3 separate regions of the Hordeum vulgare genome follow, and regions 1 and 3 are each linked to region 2. Evidence: chromatin contacts called from public Hi-C data. All regions are on one chromosome and are shown on one strand. The core of a region is the stretch at or near the end of the contact, and the rest is flanking DNA. Distances in the headings are between cores, read along the strand shown. Region 1 holds the start of LOC123449052 (protein DA1-related 2-like). Region 2 holds the start of LOC123449050 (flagellar attachment zone protein 1). Region 3 holds the start of LOC123449047 (serine/threonine-protein kinase ATG1c-like).

Evidence for each region. A called contact is a pair of places that touch in the nucleus more often than the background predicts.
Region 1: a Hi-C map of seedling shows a contact between it and region 2, with 4 times the contacts expected there. The contact joins the promoter of LOC123449052 here to the promoter of LOC123449050 in region 2. A contact is called at or near these places in 2 of 6 Hi-C or Micro-C datasets (leaf and seedling).
Region 3: a Hi-C map of seedling shows a contact between it and region 2, with 3 times the contacts expected there. The contact joins the promoter of LOC123449047 here to the promoter of LOC123449050 in region 2. A contact is called at or near these places in 2 of 6 Hi-C or Micro-C datasets (leaf and seedling).

Annotation. Positions count from the first base shown.
Region 1 is chr4H:482,678,570-482,681,269 of MorexV3_pseudomolecules_assembly, forward strand. It overlaps LOC123449052 (protein DA1-related 2-like), which reads left to right and starts at 1,291. Exons shown (of 14, transcript XM_045126130.1): 1 at 1,291-1,730. The coding sequence starts at 1,685.
Region 2 is chr4H:482,426,305-482,429,004 of MorexV3_pseudomolecules_assembly, forward strand. It overlaps LOC123449050 (flagellar attachment zone protein 1), which reads left to right and starts at 1,417. Exons shown (of 15, transcript XM_045126126.1): 1 at 1,417-1,596; 2 at 1,730-1,817; 3 at 1,927-1,949; 4 at 2,117-2,191; 5 at 2,272-2,325; 6 at 2,431-2,508; 7 at 2,600-2,668. The coding sequence starts at 1,561.
Region 3 is chr4H:482,249,681-482,252,380 of MorexV3_pseudomolecules_assembly, forward strand. LOC123449047 (serine/threonine-protein kinase ATG1c-like) reads left to right here and starts at 1,374. Exons shown (of 13, transcript XM_045126117.1): 1 at 1,374-1,930; 2 at 2,297-2,414; 3 at 2,498-2,556. The coding sequence starts at 1,679. It overlaps LOC123449044 (digalactosyldiacylglycerol synthase 2, chloroplastic-like), which reads left to right. Exons shown (of 5, transcript XM_045126114.1): 5 at 51-976. The coding sequence ends at 546.

The DNA of each region.
Region 1 (2,700 bases), core at 41-2,540, 250 kb after region 2:
ACAAATCTCAACTCAAAGGTTTTTGAAAGCTTAAAATAAATAAATGCCTTTTAGTTAAAATAATAATTTATAAAAATATTTTCTGGTCCTATACACATGACATGATCATTGGGCAAAGATTTGGGGTCAAGGAGATGAGTTCTTGAGAGGAGAATAATTTTAGTGATTAAAAACACAATCAACCACACAAGCAAGTAATAACTAGATCAAACATCACAAACATGCAAAAAAGTTTTAAATGACTCTAAATTTTATAAAAACATAATGTGACAAAGAAATACAGATCGTGACAGCATGGCTTTCGGTATGTCGTACATAGCTTCGCATAATATCGTTGGAGATGATCTCATGGATGGACGCATGGCTCATAACGAGAACGACGAATCGTCTTCGTCCTCAAACGAAGAAGAGGACGAAGCAGAGAAGGAAGAGGATGAGACATGATTGTCCATGTATCATTTGTTTGTGTGTGAACTTTATATTTGTCATGATCTTTGTTCGATAATTTTGAACTATGTCATGTAATTGAACTATGCTATGTTGCTCGAATGCAAAAATATTTTACGTTTGAAATATTTATAGCGTTTCGCTACTCGCGCGCGTCTGACTTCTTGCGTGTGCTGAGCCTGCTGGAGCGGCAACAGCACGCCTCATTTTACGGCGGCTGTTGCTGCATGCTAAAAAAAGGTATTTCGGCGCTACAAAATAATTTTAACGCAACGCGTTGTTGGAGATGCTCTGCGGATGTTAAAGTCACCTCCCGCAATATAAGGAATGTTAATACTGTTGTCTGACTGTGTGATGAATGGTGGAGAATCTCAGGACTACTAGCACCAAGTTCAACCCAGGAGGCAGCAGAACGTTCAGATCGTTTCCTGCCCGGAACGAGGCGCCACAGCCCGCCGAAAAGGCCCCGCACTTGCACGTACGGCGACGCCAGCCAGCGGCAGCTTTCGGGGGTGCGCGCGCGGCCCTTTTCGGTTCCCCCCGAGAATTCATTCCAAGCAAGCGTACTCTTCCCGCATCGTCCTCCTCCTTCTCTCCCCCGTTCCCGCGTCTCTCCGGAGCATATCATCCTCCACGAAAAAAAAAACATGCATACACCATAACAAAACCGAAAAGCCAACGAGGGGCATACATTCCCGTTGACACAACGAATCTCTCCTCCCTCCTCTTTCCCCTCCGCCCAGCACGAGACCAGCAAATTATTCGCCCCCCCCCCCCCCTGCCTGGGCCGTGCGTTCGCCCACCGCTAATGCGCCATCAACTGGCGCCAGCCAGCCAGCGGCGAAGAGAATTTCCTAAAGCCGACGGCCGGGATCGCGCTAATCTCTCGCCCTTGGTTGCTTTTACGCCGGGAAGCCGAGATGCCGTCCGTGAGGTGTGGGCGGCCGGCCGCCCTTCGCTTCACCCTCAATCCTTTCCTTTCTGTCGCCGCCAACTCCACCACCACATAGCTTTATTCTCCAAGAACTTAAGCCCCCCCTCTCCCCCTCCCTCCTCCTCCTCCGTCCATTCCAGCTCCTCTTGCCTCTCGATCCTCCTCCCCCCTCCCCTGCATCCTCCCCGCAAACATCGTGATCGCCGCCGTTCTTCTTGCCACCGCTGTTATTCCTCGACGGCTGTCAGCGCGGTGCGTCGTGTATATATATGCCGGGTTCGGACACCGGTGCTTCCTCAGTAGATGGCCTACCACCCCTCCAGGGCTTATAACCAGTGCGGCGGCCACGGTAATCACAACTCTCTGCTCTTCTATTTTCACTACCGTACGTGCATGGTTGCTCCTAGATTTTACGCACGTACTTCGGCGCCACCAGCCGTCGTTCTCCTTGTCCTTGTTTTCCCTCGCTAGAGGTTGAGCTTCTGTTTGCTGCCTTTCGATTTGAATCGTGGGTTCGTTTCAACTTTTAGATTAGAGAACGCAGAGTAAACCGTCGGCGATCCATTTAACAACATACATAGGTGCAGGACAAAAGGAAGCGAGCTGAGAAAAGGCGAGATGAGTTTTCAGCTATCTTTTCTGTGAAACGTAAGACGACAATCAGTTTAGTCTCTGTCTGCTGTGTTTTGCTCTATCCCTTTCATAGCAAACTTCGATTATTTTACCGGTCGATCCACGTGTGGGCTAACGAACCATTTTTTCTTATGCACTTACTGTATTTTGAGACTGATATCCATTAGGCCGGTCACATCATGTACAGTCACTAGCCCATGCTAATAGCGTGGAGAAAACTGTGTTGCAATCAATCAATGTAGCAAAGGCTTTGAATCAACATTTTCTGACAGTCATGCAAGAGGGGGAGTTAGACTGAAACTGACTCTTACAATCCAGGATAAACCAAGGTCCACCAAGATGGTGACTGACCCTGACCCTGGCCGCGCCTGCGTTGCTGTCGGTGGATGAATCGGTGGTAGCACTGAAAAGAAAAGGAAGATATATAACTGTGATTAGCACGGCGTAGAGGCGGCCATGTTAGCAACCCAAGCAATTTCCGTATGTGTTACTTGATCCTGTTCAATGCAGGTATTCCGTATTCGTCATCTGGCCTTTTTTCAATAATGTTCCCATTAAACGCCCCATATAAAAAACAATAATAAAAAGTAGAAAAAACTGTAGTTAAGAGCTGATTTCATTCGAGTGGATTTCCATGATGCAAACAAGAACAGTTCCTGTAGTCTGCGCATGGCATATAGTAGTGA
Region 2 (2,700 bases), core at 167-2,666:
TTCAAAAATGTTCTCATTTTCAAAATTCTTTCTCAAGATTTAAAAAATGTTCCGTACTTTTGAAAAATGTTCTGGATTTTCAAAATGATTTTCTGTTTTGAAAAATCTATAAAATTGTTCAAAATGTTTTTAAAAATGATCTTATTTTAGAAAATTGTTCACGCTTCAAAATTTGTTCTCAAGATTAAAAAATGTTCGTGCTTTAATAATTTGTTCTGGCTTTCAATTTTTCTCTTTGCTTTAAAAAACATTCAAAATCGTTCGCGCTTCCAAATTAGTTCGGGATTTTCAAAATTGTTCTCTATTTCAAATTTTTATTCTCAAGATTGAAAAAATGTTCGTGCTTCAAAATTTCTTCACAATTTTTCAAAATTGTTCTTGGATTCAAAATTTGTTCTCAAAATTCAAAAAATGATCGTGCTTTAATTGTTTTTGTGTTTCCAAAGTTGTTCGATTTTTTTCAAATTTTTTCTCTGTTTCATCTTTTGTTCTCAAGATTCAAAAAATGTTCGTGTTTCAAAAAATTGTTTGTGCTTCCAAATTTGTTCAGGATTTTTCAAAATTGTTCTGGGTGTCAATTTTCTTCTCAAGATTCAAAAAATATTCGTGCTTAAAAAAATTGTTTGTGGTTCCAAATTTCTTCAGGATTTTACAAAATTTTCCTCGGTTTCAAAATTTGTTCTCAAGATTCAAAAAATGTTCATGCTTGAAAATTTGTTCGGCGTTTTTTAAAATTGTTCTTCTTTTCAAAATTTTGTTCTCGAGATTAAAAATACGTTCATGCGTTAAAAAATTATTCGCGCTTTCAAATTTGTTCACGATTTTTCAAAATTGTTCTCGGTTTCAAAATTTCTTCTGAAAATTCATTTTTTTGTGCTTTAAAAATTTGTTCACGCTTTCAAATTTGTTCTCTGTTTTTTTTTAAAATGGTCATGTTTAATTTTTTTTATGGTTTCGAAATTTGTTCACAATTTAAAAAATGGTCATAATTTATAATTTTGTTCACGAATTTTAGTTTTTTTCATATTTCAAAATTTGTTCACAATTCGAAAAATGTTTGCAGTTTCAATATTTATTCACAATTCAAAAAATATTCGCGGTTTCATAAATTTGATCAAAATTGGAATTTTTTCTTTTCTTTATTCGTGAGTCCAAGTCCCCACATTTTTTTTCTTTTAAGATGATGGGTCCAAGTTCCACGTTTTTTATGAGAAGCAGTCCAAGTTCCTTTTTTTATTTTTTGAGAAACAGTCCAAGTTCCACTTGTTCATGTGCGGATGGGTCGTCATTTTTCCTGAGCGGATGTGTCGTTGTTTGCCACCACACGAGGCAGCTTCAATCTTAGCCCATCAAAGCAAGAGGCTACCTAAATAAGCGCGGGGGCTCTTGATAAGCCCATCGCGGACCAGCCCACGACACAAGCATCGTTGTCGTGTCTCCCGTTTCCCCCACCTCTCCAACCGCGGCAATTGCAGAACCGGAGGAGCTCCGGGTTCCTCCGTTCCGAAATCCCCCGAATCCTCCCGAGCTCCCGCCCCGGCCGATCCATTGCTCGCCGCGATGGAGTCTCACCACGCCTCCAGGGGCCGCCGCACCGTACGCCTCCCTCCACACCCCGCTTTTAACTTTCTTTCCTTTTCTGGAGGCGGGAGGCGGCTCAGATCCGCGCCTCGCTTCGCCCGTCAGCTTCTGATGTCCGAGGCTCCGATCTCTGTTGCGTGTGTGGCAGCTGGAGGAGATCCGGCAGAAGAGGGCGGCCGAGAGGATGCAGCAGCAGCAAACGCCCGCCGCGACCGCGTCCCACGGCGACCCTCACGGTTGGTCCATCCTCCTCTCTCTATCTGAACAATTCCTTTGCGATCTTTGCTTAATCCGCTTCGCTTCGGTGCTAACTCTGCCCTTTGAAACACCGCCGATGATCTGCAGGGAACCAAAGAGCCGCGGCAGAGGTTAGTCTTTTCAGTTTCCTCCCTTGTATCCAAGAGCTGGGACATGTTTGCTACGCCATTTGACTGCATCGGGGCATTGAAAAAACAGTTTTTTTTTTGCTGCAAATGTGTAGCAACCCTGTTGTTTGTACACGTAACTAAGGCTTTCTTTTCCGTCTGAATGGTAGCTCCTTGCTCGAGTTCAACAACTTGAGAATGGGAACTTGGAATTGGAGAGGGAAAACCAAATGCTGATGTCCAAGGTATCTTTGTCTGTGATTTGATATATTGCTTATTTATTTGAGGAATAGCAAGTCCTAACAGACACAGCATGCGTCCCCAGTTTGCTGAGAAGGAAGTTGAAAAGGATTCCCTGGTTAGCCGATTAAATGACCTCGTAAGTTGCATCTTGTATTATTGCTAGCCAGTACTGGTAGCGCATCTTAATGCATCCGAGCTTACATGCATCTAAGCCATTTGTTGCCTGATTTGTGGCCTGCAGGAGAAAAATGTAGTGCCCTCGTTGAAGAAGTCTCTAAATGACATCTCACTGGAGAAAGACGCTGCAGTTATCGCTAAGGTGTTGAATACTTGTTTTGTAGGAATATTTATGCAATATTCTGCTAACTGTGCATGCATGCCTCATCATTTCTGCCCCGTATGATAAGTAGGAGGATGCTCTAGCGCAACTCAGGAGCATGAAGAAGCGGTTGAGAGAGGCAGAAGAGGAACAGTACAGGGTATGTCTAAAGTTTGTACCTTCTTAGCATTA
Region 3 (2,700 bases), core at 124-2,623, 180 kb before region 2:
CATCAATTTATTTCTAATCCAGCTGAGTTATATTCTATTGTTTGTTTCAGCTACAAGGTTTTCATAAACCCAAGCACAACAGATGTAGTGTGCACCACAACTGCAGAAGCCTTGGCGATGGGGAAGATTGTGATCTGCGCAAACCATCCTTCGAACGAGTTTTTCAAAAGATTTCCCAACTGCCACATGTACAGCATGGAGAAAGAGTTTGTGAGGCTAACCATGAAAGCACTGACAGAAGAGCCGATCCCACTGACAGAGGAACTGAGGCATGAGCTTTCCTGGGAGGCGGCGACAGAGAGGTTTGTCAGGGTTGCGGATATCGCACCAGCCACGCCCGCCAAGCAGCACCCTTCCTCGTCGCAGCGTTTCATGTACATCAACCCGGATGAGCTGAAGAAGAACATGGAAGAGGCGTCGGCATTCTTTCACAACACCATCTCCGGGTTTGAAGCCGCCCGCTGCGTGTTTGGCGCGATACCGAACAGCCTGCAGCCCGATGAACAGCAGTGCAAGGAGCTCGGGTGGAGACCCCAGGGGCTATAGCCTTTCCACCTCCATGCCGTTGCCGTCGATCATACGAGTTTACAACTAATTGCAGTTCAGTTGGGGGGCTCAGGGAACTAACTCTGAAACGGAGACATCTGTGCTCTGAAAAGGATTGCCGTTTGACTTTTGACAGGCCCTTGCTTTGCTTTTCCGGTGTGATGAAACTGCAGTTTTCCTTGGTGGCGTCCATCAGGTTCCTCTAATGCATCATATCCGTGTCTGGCGATTGTGAAGTCTAACAGCAGGTGAGGAGTGCTCCTGTAAATTTGCAAAGTTGAAGTCACTTCCTCATGTGGCATGTATGCTCTGTAACATGCGTGACAAGTACTGCCGTGTAAAGCCCGCTTGTGTTCCGCAACAATTCCATGTGCTGCCGCTCTTCGCCCATCTGAAAAAGTCTTGTATGTATATATTGGCATATTGCTTCGTTCTTGTGTGCCACTTGTTAAAACCTGGAGTGTGCTTTTGGTCGGGTGGCCTACGTGCCGACTGCCGAGCAGCAGCAGCGGGAGCGAGCACCAACCAGCAAGCGATGACGTGAGGCGTCGTGTTTCCTTCTGGTAGCAATTGACCCCCGCTCGACGCATCATCCGTCCTATACACATATCTCCGTCCACCTCACACGACGATTCCGACCAAATTCATAGTCAAGACAAACACACGCACTAAAACGCGTCTACACACATCTGATTATATTTTTATACAGTAATAAAACATCTAATAATTCGAAATAGAGGGTTTACTTTTTTTATATATAGAGAAAATAAACAAAATAGTATAGCAGCATGAATACATGATTGATGACGCAGAAGCGGATATATGATATTCCGGCAGCAGGGAGAGGGAGAGGGGAGGGAGGGAGAATCTTGCAAAAGACTGGGGAATCTGGCGAGGGCAGCGGATAGGGATAACCATCGAAACCACGCACGCCGCCGAGTGAACAAGTCCTTCTCATTTTCTTTTTCCTCTTCTCTGCTCCGTCTTCACGTTGTTGTTCCGCAGCAACACCAACGCCTACACGGTTGCTTCCCTTCTCCCCCAGCGCCGGAATCTCGAGTCCCTCCTCTCCTCCCCCAGCGCCGGGCGGGTAAATCGCGACGGCGCCCTAGAGCCCCCGAGCAGGCGGGGGATGGAGGACCGCGGCGGCGGGGGCGGGGGCGGGCGGCGGGTGGGGGAGTACGTGCTGCTGCGCCCGATCGGGTCGGGAGCCTACTCGCAGGTCTGGCTCGGGAAGCACGTCGCGCGGGGCACCGAGGTGGCCGTCAAGGAGATCGCCATGGACCGCCTCAGCGCCAAGCTCCGCGACAGCCTCCTCTCCGAGGTCGACATCCTTCGCCGCATCACGCACCCCAACATCATCGCGCTCCACGACTCCATTAGGGTAGGGTACCTCTCTCTCTCTCTCTCTCTCTCTTGCGCAATTGCTTTCGATCTGTTACTTTTGTTTACTTGTTTATGCCGATGTCTGCTGTGCATTATTAGCCTGATATATGCTAGAATTGGGACCCGCTGATGGCGATCTCTAGTTCGATTTGGTTTGGAATGCTCGCTTGGTAGACAACCCAAGCAAAGGATACGTTGGAACTTGATGTCTCCACCCTCCTCCTAGTCCTATCCACATAGATTCAGGGAAAAAATTGAAGAATTGAGCAAAATTTAATTTTTATCCTCAGTAGTAGATTCCAGAAGAATAACTGTTTTTCCTTATTGACAATGAAGTGATATATGTCGTGTGTATGTCTTTTAGGATGGTGGGAGGATATATCTCATATTGGAGTATTGTCGAGGTGGTGACTTGTACGCATATCTTCTACGGCATAAAAGGGTTCCTGAAACTGTTGCTAAGCATTTCATTCGGCAGCTAGGCAAGTATCTTCCGCCATCTACCGTTCCTTCCCATGCTTGATTCATGTCATGTGCCTTGTTCATAAATCTTTTGTTTCTGCAGCATGTGGTCTGCAGAAACTTCGTGAAAGTAATGTGGTTCATCGGGATCTTAAACCACAGGTCAGTTATCGCTGTCAACTGTTGGTTTACATTTCTCTGTGTATTTCCTGATCAAGAGTCTCACAAAAGAAATGCTATCTCTCAATATAGTTGCTTGATAATTTTATCAAACCATTGAATTATGATTTTTTATGCTTGTCCAAA